Regions from separate parts of the Sus scrofa genome. Here region 1 is linked to region 2. Evidence: chromatin contacts called from public Hi-C data. All regions are on one chromosome and are shown on one strand. Each heading gives the region's core, a stretch centred on a gene start, on an enhancer-like site or on the middle of the called end of the contact. The rest is flanking DNA. Distances are from core to core; before and after follow the strand shown. Region 1 overlaps AKAP13 (A-kinase anchor protein 13). Region 2 overlaps AKAP13 (A-kinase anchor protein 13).

Region 1 (5,750 bases), core at 555-3,054, 67 kb before region 2:
ATGGCGACCCACTAATCATGAGCCACAATGCTCTGCTGGCTCAGAGGTATGGGCTACAGGATACTAGAATGGAGACTGCCAGAACCCTAGACCCCAAAGCTTTTTTTCCCATTCCTTCCTCAATGCTTACTTGGTTCACAGGTCTTTTCCTAACACACCAGTTACAATGGGTTGGGTCATCTTTCGGTTTTCTCCTCCACTGGGTGCTCCTCCAGGGTAGGGTCCCTTTACCTACTGCTGAATCTTCAATGACATCTCCAGCACAGGGCCTGGCTCATGCCACCTATTCAAATGTCTGTTTTAGATCTTATGTCTATTTAATCCAAAAGACAAGCACCCTGACACAACCTTGATTACAGTATATCAAATACCAACTTATTAACACTAAAGGAGAACGAGAATAACAGCTGTCACAATAAATGAGATTTAGGTCCTGGCTCTCTTAACTAGTTAATGTGACTCTATGCAAGTTCCTTCTCTACAGGCCTCAGTTCTCTCATCCATAAAATGAAAGCAAGGACCACATTTCTCCACAGGCTCCCTTCCTCTGTGATTCTACAAGACTCCTTCCTTATGCTTCATCTCCTGAAGAAAGATACTTTTTTGAAGTAAATCCACTGGATTGTTCTATAAGGTTCATGTTGCAGAAGAGTTTTCAATTTCTTAGTCATATAAATTATCACTAGGACAGACCATCCTTCAGGGCATGGTTAGAGAGGGACTAAGTAATCAATAGGCCAACTGGAGGGATCCTGGCTAATGCTATTGCCATAAAAGTGGCGATCAGGAGCAATTCCACTTTTGTCTGGAAGTGGGGCGGAGTGAAACTATTCTGGGCCTTGGTCTTTCACTCCCACTCCTGGGCATATCAGGGTTCCTCTCTTGCCAACATCACTGTCTGGTCATTTTCCTGATATTAATCAATCAGAAGAGACATCCAAGTTCATTTACCAATAGCAGCATGAGAGACTCTCCTGGGAAAAGCTCATTCAGGGAATCTCAAGAGGAAAAAACCTGGAAGGTGTTATCTCAGTCACAACTCTATTCTTGCTCCCACTGTTTTCCTCTCCAGGAGTACACGGTAAGGGAGTTACATGGATGCTAGGCTCCTTGTAATTTCCACCGTTTGTGATCATGACCGTTTCCATATAAGTCGTGAAACTATTCTAGAAGCCAGCAGTTATGAAAAGGTTATATATCACTGAATGTTAATGCCAGAGTTTCTCACCAACATCCCTTTCTGGGCACTAGGAAGCCTTGCAGAAAGAGACCCTTGAGGAGTGACTCATTCTAATCAGCAAAGGGGAACATTTTGAGGATATTTTTCTTAAGAACCAGAAACCACTGGACCTCATTAATTTGTCTAGTTCTCTGCTACTTGGAAATAAGGATAAAATTTGACAAAGAAATCGTCTTAACTGCTCAAGAGGAAAAAAGCAGAATTGCAATTTGCAAACAGAAACCCACATGACTCTTGAAACCACACCACCTACCCCCAAACTCAATGCCTTTATGCCCTTCCGCACATAATGCAACAGAACTCATGTTCCAGGGTCTAGACTCTAGTGAACTAGAGACTAAAGACTTTAAGCCACACTAACCAACAGTCTTCCGGAAAGAGTCAAGGAGGCTGAAGCATTTGTCCTTAATGATTTGTATTACAACTTTTTTGCCTTTCATTCCCAGAAACTCTTTAATGGCTTCCCTTCATCTTTAGTATCAAGCTCCAACTTCTCACTAGCTTCATGTGGCCTGTCAGGTATTGCGTATGTTTCTAACCCCTTGCCATGTTCTGTCACACCTCCAGCTCTGAACACGCCGCTGCCTGCACCTGAGCCCTTCCCTCTCTGCCCTCCTTGACTGGGCTGGCAGACTCGGCTCTATGATGTCTTCTCTGACTCCCTACCTCTGCACTTCTGGTATCCCATGCCTGCCTCCATCACGATACTCTACTGAAATGGCCACACTCTTCCTCTGGACAGAAAATTACTGGAGGGAATCTAATTTGTCTTTTTAAACTTTACATCTCTATTTCCAGCCTCAGGCCCATAATAGTCACTAAATGTCTAAAGAATAGAGAGGGGTGAACAGGGCAGTTCCAAGCTGCTGGACCCACAGCAAGAAGCATAACAAAGTCGTTGAGGCCACATCTGTATTCATTTTCTAGTAAGAGAGAATGTGCTTCCCCATCGCACCACTATCCTTACTAAGGATACGTGCCTCTCCTCCCCTCCCCTGCTACACTAATGCCTGGGACCACGTATCAGTCTTGTTTATCCATCGCCTCTTTCTCATGCACAGGTTTCTCACCTCCCCCCCCCCCCTTTTTTTGGTCTTTTTGGTTTTTTTAGGGCTGCACTTGAGGCATATGAAGGTTCCCAGGCTAGGGGTCCAATCAGAGCTGTAGCCACTGGCCTATGTCTCAGCCACAGCAATGCAGGATCCGAGCTACGTCTGTGACCTACACCACAGCTCACAGCAACGCTGGATCCTTAACCCACTGAGCAAGGCCAGGGATCGAACCCTTATCCTCATGGATGCTAGTTGGGTTCATTAACCGCTGGGCCATGACAGGAACTCTCCCTCCCCTTCTTTTCCCTCTGTCTTTCACATACATTGTCTTTAATCCCTTTAAATACACCCCTTTAATCACCTTCTCTCAGAACCTGCTTAGGTACCTTTAGGAGAACCTCTGGTTTCACTCCATTTTACTTAAACAAAATACTCTTTGAAACACAGGCAATATAAGTAGATGAGGAAAACTAATGAGCTCATATCAAGGACAAAGAAAACCACACATTTTGAAATGGAATTAACCGTAGTACCACACCCAATAACACTATCTCAGGAATGTTTAAAACTCTTCATTAAACAGTAAGAAACAGATAAGAACCCAACAGAAAAGTGGTACAAAGACCATGAACAGGCAACTCACAAAACACACAATATGGTGCTCAACCACCCTAGAAATTAGAGAAATGCAAACTGATACCAACCAGAATGGCCAAAATAAAAGCCTGCCAGTTCTAGGTGCTGGAGAGGATATGGTGGCACAGCAGCTCTCATCATCTGCTGATGAATCTAGAAACTGGCACCTTCACTTTGGAGAGTAATTTGGTAACACCTTGATGAAGCTGAAAATGTTCTCACTTCAAGAATTAGTAATTTCTTGGTATATAGCTTGGTGATTCAAGTACATAAGGATGTTCCCTGTGGTACTGTTTGTAACTCACAAAAGTGGAAAATAGCCCAAATGACTTAGCAGTGGAACAGTTTTGATACATTCCTAAAATGAAACACTATAAAAGAGAAGTCAGTAACCTGGACGAATCTGTTTCAATATCCTGCCTGAATCCCCCAAATACGACGTTGAGGAGAATAAAGTAAGTTATAGAATGAGATATACTCTATGGTACCACTTATGTAAACTAAAATAACCTGTTTATATATGAGATAGTTATAAAACACAGGCTACATATACACTGAATGCATGACAGTGTTTTTCTTGGGGAGGAAGGAAGAGGAAGGGATTACAAAGGGAAACGGGAATTCAAACTTAACTATAATGGTTTATTTCTTCAAAACTGAAAAAATCTACAGCAATATGACAAAATGTTAGTCATTTTTTTGTTTTGAATAATGGGTACCTAAGTGGTGGTTATATATTATCCATGTACTACTTTGTATTAGTATGTTCTTTTTAAAACTAGATCCTAATTCCTTCAAAGTTCTTTGGATTTCCTTATCCTTAATCGATTAATCACATTTGTGATAAATTTAAAACAATTTTCAATTAGATTTTATGTCTTATATTCCAGTTACAAAAGAGCATTTTTCTCCTTTGCTGTAAGGAAAATCAACATTTTAGACAGCAATGGGTAACACAGTGTGGATGTGGATTTCCTAGAGAACTTGCACGAATTCTGATCTACAAAAGTGACCAACTATAGACAGAACTTGTTTCCAAGTTGCATTCTTCCTGTTTCTTTCCTCCCCATCATTCCACCATGCTACAGAGAATTAAGCAATGGCAATTTCTGAGGGAAAGTTGCCATCACTTTTAAACAGACTCTAGCAGTATTCAAGTTCTCAGGCCAGTGTTTGAGATTTAAAAGACAACTCTAATTGATGAATCATAAAAGCAGAACTAATATTTAAAATGTACTTCTGGTAAACAACTTTTCACACAAATCCACTTCTTCAGTTAACTGACACATGGCCCCAAACCCACACAACCCAGCTGAGATTTTAATATATTCTATGACATGATCACAAGTCTTAGAGATAAATAGTCTACATGGACGTCTGCTTAACATACTCAAGTACCTACCTGAAAAACACACAACTTGTTACCAAGCTGTCCTGGACTCAGTTCATGGCAATAGTTTTAGTGGTGTGCATGGGCGATTTAGAAGCTTTGGCCCCACTAACATCAGCCATGAGGTTAAAACCTCTGTTGAAAACAGACAATTACCAAGAACACATGGACCAAAGACAAATCTAATACACTTTCAAGCTCTCTGCCACAAACCATACAGTGTTGTTAGGGAGATCAAAGATTTATTTGGTCTCCTTTTATTTTTCAAAACTATTTCCTAATAGCAGTAAGCAATATGCTTTCATTTTTCAAACTTCTTCAAAAAGGTCTCGGCACAGTGGTTTATGGGAACAGAGCTGATCCTTAATTAGACTCCTCTGAACTTAAAAGCATAAACCCCAGCCTTCAACTTCTTTTCTTGCTACAAGGAGGCATCAAACAAAAGAATATGAAGGAAAATCCACATGACTGGAAGCTATCATCTATTTGTTGCTGCATTTTTTAAACCCCTACCACCAGATCTTTGGTGAACTGTTATATACTACACACGCTTTCTCTTTCAGCAGAAAAACTAAACAACCCATTGGGGAGACTAGCTTAAGGAAATCAGCTTTATAGAAGAGTAAGAGGAGTGGCCATACCAAATTGAAATGAAATTACAGAATGGCATGAATATTCACGATTGCTTGCTAAGGAAGGATTCACTTTTTTTTTTTTTTTTTTTTTTTTTTGCCACATACACAGCATATGGAACACGAGCTGCTGCAGTCGGAGTCTTATCCCACTGTACCACAGGGGGAACTCCAGGATTCACCTTCTTGAGTTGCTGTTGGGGATCTGAAGGGCTCTTCCAATGCTTCAATCCAGGAGGAATATGCTGAAAAGTTCTGACTACTCTGCCAATTACATATAGAACTGAGCAGCAAAATCTATCTGAGAAAAACTCCCTGACCCTTCTTAAGGATACAGGTTGAAGGAATTTTTTAACTTTAAGGATAGAAAGGTGCAGCTTCTTCCTACCATGCCAAATCTAACCAAGAAAACTCAAACAAAACAAAAAACAAAACAAAACAAAATTTAAATACCAACAATTTAGAAACACATGCTCCAAAATAATTTTGCAACTTCGTGTTTAAATTCTTTGGGGCGTGTGAGACACTGCCTGTTCTGGCCTGACAGAGCCTAGATACAAAAGGTAAGATGCTCTTGGTATTTGGTGTAATAACCACAATGCTGATGTACAGCACAAGAGGAAAGCCACAAAAAAGAGCCACATCATCTTAGCTGAAATGTTCACCTAACAGCAATTTTCCTAACACTGGTAAATGAACAAATAAAAAAGAAATGAAAGTGCTGTGTTTAAGTAAGAATTGATTTCATTGCTTAGGTGCTTCTTTCACCTTCCTGTTCCTTAATCAAACTTTTTTTTTTT
Region 2 (5,690 bases), core at 626-3,125:
TTCCTTAATGATTATGTGTTACTTTTATATTTTTTGGCCACATCTGTGGCATACGGAAGTTCCTGGGCCAGAGATCAAACCTGAGCCACAGCAGTGACAATGCCAAGGCCTTAACCACTGGGCCACCAGAGAACTCCTATGTTTCTTAAATTTTTTTTTTTTATTTTTATAAACTTGACTAGCATAAAATTCTCATATACAGGGCCTTATCAATTTCTCCAACGTTAACATCTTACATAACCAAGATGCATTTTTGTTAACACTAAGAAACCCAACACTATGACTACTACGTACTATGAATTCAACTCCAGACTTTGGAATTCACTCATTTTCCCGTTAATGTTCTTTTCTGTTCCAGGATCCAGTCCAGGATACCACACTGCATTCTGCATGTGCAATTTTGCATTTTAACATCTTTACTGAAAGGTAATTCATATACTCTAAAACTCACCCATGTAACTGTATGAGTCAATGGTTTAGTACCTTAACACAGTTATGTAACCATCACCACTACTTAATTTTAGAACATTTTAGGGCATCAAAAAGAAACTCTGTATTCCTTAATGGTCAGACCCACCACAGCCTCCACCTCCCAGTTCTAGGCAATCATTAATCTACTTTGTCTCTATGGATTTGCCTACTCTGGAAATTTCATACAAATGGAATCAAACAATATGTGGTCTTTGGGGACCGGCTTCTTTCACTTAGTAAGACGATTTCAATGTTCACTGGTGTCACAACAAATGCCAGTTCTTCATTTTACTGCCAAATAATAATCCACTGTATGGATATATACCTACATTTTATTTATTTACTTTCCAGCTGATGGACATTTGAGCTCTTTTCATTTTCTGGCTGTTACGAACAATGCTGCTACAAATATCCACATACAAGTTTTTGTTGGACATATTTTTGTTTCTCTTGGGTATATACCTAAGAGTGGAACCACTGTATCATAACTTCAGGTTTAACATTTTGAGGAACTGCCAGACTTTTCCAAAGGTGGCTACACTGACGTTCCCACTAGCAATGTATGAGTATTCTAATTTCTTCACACCCTTGTCACTGTTCTTATCTGTGTTTGATTACAGCCATCCTAGCAGGTATGAGTAGTATCTCACGTGAGTATATATTTCTTTTGAAAATAGGAAATACTGGAGTTCCTGTCATGGCGCAGCAGAAACAAATCCGACCAGGAACCATGAAGTTGCGTGTTCGATACCTAGCCTCGCTCAATGGGTTAAGGATCTGGTGTTGCCATGAGCTGTGGTGTAGGTTGCAGATGGGGCTCAGATCCTGCGTTGCTGTGGTTGTGGGGCAGGCCGGCAGCTGTAGGTCCAATTTGACCCCCTAGCCTGGGAACCTCCATATGCTGTGGATGCGACCCTAAAAAGCAAAAAAAAAAAAAAAAAAAAGAATAGGAAATATTTTTCAATCTATTGGTTACTTTCTAGGAAAGAGAGAGTCTATGAAGACATAATACTGAACACTCCCAGATTTGTTCCTTCCTTCTTTTATTTAAAAAATGTACTAAATACCTTCTATGTATCAAAACATCATGTCAAGTCTTAAAAGCAGAAGTAGTAAAAGAATGGAATTCTCAAAGAACTCACAATTTATGTGAGAAAGAAGCGGGAATATTAAGTAAACAAAGCTTTCCATAGCATTTTCTACACAGCAGACACTGAAATGTGTGCTGACTTGGACAAGGTGTGCTATGACCAACAGAAATGGGAATTAGAATGAAATGCGACAAACATGGAATGACAAACCATATTTTAAATACTTTATACATTCCTGCCCAGGTCACAGATGCTACACACGGACACACAGGGCCAGAGTAACCAACCAACAACTATTCTCTTTCACTTCATACAAGGCATTGCACAAAACACAGAGTGAGGAAGTCAGAGATTGCCACATCCTTGCAGAGAAGCAGAACCCTGAGAGATTAGAGTTTCACAGAAGTTAAGGAAGAGGGCTAAAACGAGAAGGTAGGTCCATAGTGCCAGCTGCTGCTGAGAAGTCAAAACTGATGAATTTTAAAAAAAGAAGATACTGAATTGGGCAACTGGGAGGCTTATGGTGTCTTTGGAAAGGTCAGTTTTAACACGACAAGTGAGATCAGAATGAAAACTGTAAAGCATCCCATTATATTTCTAAGTTCATGGTGCTTTAAAATTTATAAAGTACTGTCACCTAGATTTGACCTTTTTCCCATCCATGAAGAGGCATGTTGTCATTTTTGGGAAGAGGCCACACACTCGCTGAGGCTAGATTTTGGGATAATACATTTGTGTGTGAACTGTATTATACTGGTAATTTTATCTGCTCAAAAGACTGTAAGATTCTAAGAACCTGACCTCATCTTTTATTCCATGGATCTCTTCAATGAGTAATGGTAGATGCTTACAGATTTATCTCTGAGTTCATTATCCTCAGTGATTTCACAGAGAGCTAAAAGTTGGGAGAACCTTTAGGATTGTCACTCTGCCTCCCTTTACTAAAGCCATTTATAAAAGAAAGAAGAAAGGAAAAAAAAAAAAAAAAGAGTGAGAGCAAGAGAGGGGCAATGAGACTCAAAGAAGGTAACACAACATTTAGAGACTGAGTGAGGACCCAGTTTTCCTCACTTTTGGTCCAGTGCTCTTTCCTCATTCCCACAAGTACCTGTTGTTCTTAACTTTGTCTCAGAATCCAACAATTATTTAAACAATTTTTAATAGCAACATTAAATTGAATAAGTCTGACAAAGTGCATCTGACATCTCTGGAGAAGATTTGTTAGAAAATAAGAGTTGCTGTTTAATTTAGACAAAAATATTTAGAAAATTATCATAATGAAATAACTAAAACATGGAACCATGGGTGCCAATTTTTTGAACAATGAAATGCTATAATCGAAAGAAATGTCTTTTATTTGTTTGTTTTGGCTTTGTCTATTTCTAGGAGCCTGCGTTTTCAATCACTAACAGTTAATTAACAATGATGTGCTGAGAAGGCTCACTGTCTCTAAGGACACAAAAAAAACCTTAAGGAAATCTGCCAATGATGAAGTTCCAGTCAGTTCCTTCTTTGGAATTACGACTCATACACAAACATTTAAAAGTAAAACCTATACTGAAAAATAGTAGTATTTCAGGTAAATCAAAGACTTCCCCATCAGGAAAGGATGGGGAAATCTAGTATAAGAAATCTTTCTATGGCTATCTTGCTGATTTATCTACACAGCTAGCCAGTCAGCTTTTAGGGAGTACCCACCTTATGCAAGAAATAGCGTCAAGGTTCAGCAATAGACAGACAAATCATGATCCTGATGACAATCTGCACTATAGATCTCACAGTTTAAAAGTATGAGGAAACTTTGTTCATTTAAAATATCAAGGGTTGGGGTTCCCTGGTGGCTCAGGTAAAAAATAAAATAAAGTAAAATAAAATAAAATAGAAAATTCCTTCCTTAAAAAAAGTCAAGGATTGGAGGTCCCGTCATGGCACAGTAGAAACGAATCCGACTAGGAACCATAAGGTTGCGGGTTTGATCCCCGGCCTCACTCAGTGGGTTAAGAGTCCGGCGTTGCCCTGAGCTTGGTGTAGGTCGCAGACGAGGCTCGGATCCTGTGTTGCTGTGGCTGTGGCATAGACTGGCAGCTACAGCTCTGATTAGACCCCTAGCCTGGGAACCTCCATATACTGCAGGTATGGCCCTAAAAAGAGAGAGAGAGAGAGAGAGAAAAAAAAAAAGTCAAGGATCATATCCCACCACATCCCAGGATGAGAGATGTATATATATGGTCTACAGATTACAAGACCTAATGAAATAACTCCGCAAACTGTGGACTACAGATTGGGAAACACTGATTAGTTTGTGAAATACAATAGAATCACAAGTACTTGAAACTCCGAGAGGTAAGGAAGTCTTTAGAATAATAATAATAAAAAAAAGATATTTCTGGTTCAGAGATTTGGATGAAGTTTAGTAAAGCTGGTGGTATGTGAGGAAGCCCTACAAGGGGGAAGTGTGCTTAAGAGAGAGCTGGTGGGGCAGGGAAGTCCAGCCATGTGAAAAAGAACATGAGCAAAGCAGTCAGGATGCTTCAGAGCTGGAATTCATAGTTTTGCATGGCACAGACTCCTTCAAGAATCTAAGGGAAGCCATGGATCCCTTACCAGAAACACACATGTGCATCCAGTCAGTGGTTCTGGAGCACAGCTTTACAATCCAGAATAAGGACTTTTCCTTAGATGTTTCTGAGGAGCACACAAAGCCCAAAGGTGTCTAGAAATATCAACAGAGGAAAGAAGAAAAAGGGTGATATGGCTACAATGAATCCAAGCTTTAGGGTGGACACCCCCACTCCCCAATTATATAAGAAGAGGAGTGAAAAAAATAAGTATTATACTATGAACTATATGCAACTGTAGAGTGTATAAATAAGATGGAATAGTGGGGAGGGAGGAAGCATAGGACATCCAGGACACAGAGACCTGTCAGGAGGAGCCTGGACTAATCTAGACTGGAGGCAGCATGTGCCCAGACTGGGACATGGCCTTTGGAGCATGGAAGCAGCAGCAGGTCGGTTAGTAAGCTGGTTCGAAGGGCAGAATCCACAGAGACGAAAGAGAAAGGGAGGAGTTCCCGTTGTGGCTCAGCAAAAATCAATCTGACTAACATCCATGAGGATGCAGGTTCGAGCCCCAGCCTCACTCAGTGGGTTAAGGACCTGGCATTGCCGTGAGCTATGGTGTAGACTGCAGATGTGGCTCAGATCTGGTGTTCCTGTGTCTGTGGTATAGGCCCGCAGCTACAGCTCCTATTCAACCCTAGCCTGGGAACCTCCATAAACTACGCCCTTAAAAAAAAAAAAAGAAGAAAGAGGACTAAAAAAATCTACAATTTAACAGATATATAGAAAATCCAGAGGAGACAATGATGATGCCGTCTACTTGACTGTGTTGAGTCTGAAGTGTTAAGACATCTTTCAAATGGTTAAATGAAGTTATGCATTTTGAGAGAAAGGCTGGAACTAGCCTCATCTATTCTTGAGTAAAAGGTGAAAAGAATGTGTAAGAGAGCAGAGGCAGAACACACCAAGAGAAAAGACACATGGAAGGCAGCATTCATGTTAGGTAATACACATCTGGAGGTGGAGTAGCTTGGAAAGCTCATACTAGCTGGCTTCTTAAAAACACAAACAGCAAAAGTAAATGTGTATTAGGAAATGCAAATAAATCAAAACCATGGAGCGATACCACATCACACCCACTAGGAGAGTTACTGAACACACACACACCAGAAGAGACAAAAAAACCCCAGAAAATAACAAGTGTTGTCGAGAATGTGGAGAAACTGAAACCTTTGTGCATTGCTCTTGAGAGTGTACAATGGCGTAGTTGCTGTGGAAAACAGTAAGGGGGTTCCTCAAAAACTTGGAATAGAATTACCATATGATCCAGCAGTTCCATTTCTGCATACACACCCAAAAGAATCAAAAGCAGGGACTTGAAAAGATATTTGTACATCAATGTTCATAGCAGAACTATTCACAACTAAAAGCGGAAAAACAACCCAAATGGCCAACAGATTAATGGATAACAAAATGCAGGGAGTGCCCATTGTGGCTCAGTGGGTTATGAACCCAACTAGTATCCATGAGGATGCAGGCTTGATCTCTGGCCCTACCCAGTGGGTTA

Evidence for each region. Hi-C and Micro-C count contacts between places; a contact is called where the count stands out from the background.
Region 1: a Hi-C map of liver shows a contact between it and region 2, with 5 times the contacts expected there. The contact joins two enhancer-like sites. A contact is called at or near these places in 2 of 5 promoter capture datasets (fetal liver and liver), 14 of 47 Hi-C or Micro-C datasets (alveolar macrophages, blood, embryonic fibroblasts and 5 more) and 2 of 2 datasets of contacts at active chromatin or transcription factors (alveolar macrophages and skeletal muscle).

Annotation. Positions count from the first base shown.
Region 1 is chr7:88,180,260-88,186,009 of Sscrofa11.1, reverse strand. The region is part of intron 18 of AKAP13 (A-kinase anchor protein 13); the gene reads right to left. Among named protein-coding and RNA genes, the nearest start is that of KLHL25, 110 kb to the left of the region's middle. Within about 2 kb of position 1,804, at least 7 of the 83 cell types and tissues checked have an H3K27ac peak or open chromatin away from gene starts, as enhancers often do.
Region 2 is chr7:88,113,261-88,118,950 of Sscrofa11.1, reverse strand. The region is part of intron 8 of AKAP13 (A-kinase anchor protein 13); the gene reads right to left. Among named protein-coding and RNA genes, the nearest start is that of KLHL25, 180 kb to the left of the region's middle. Within about 2 kb of position 1,875, at least 9 of the 83 cell types and tissues checked have an H3K27ac peak or open chromatin away from gene starts, as enhancers often do.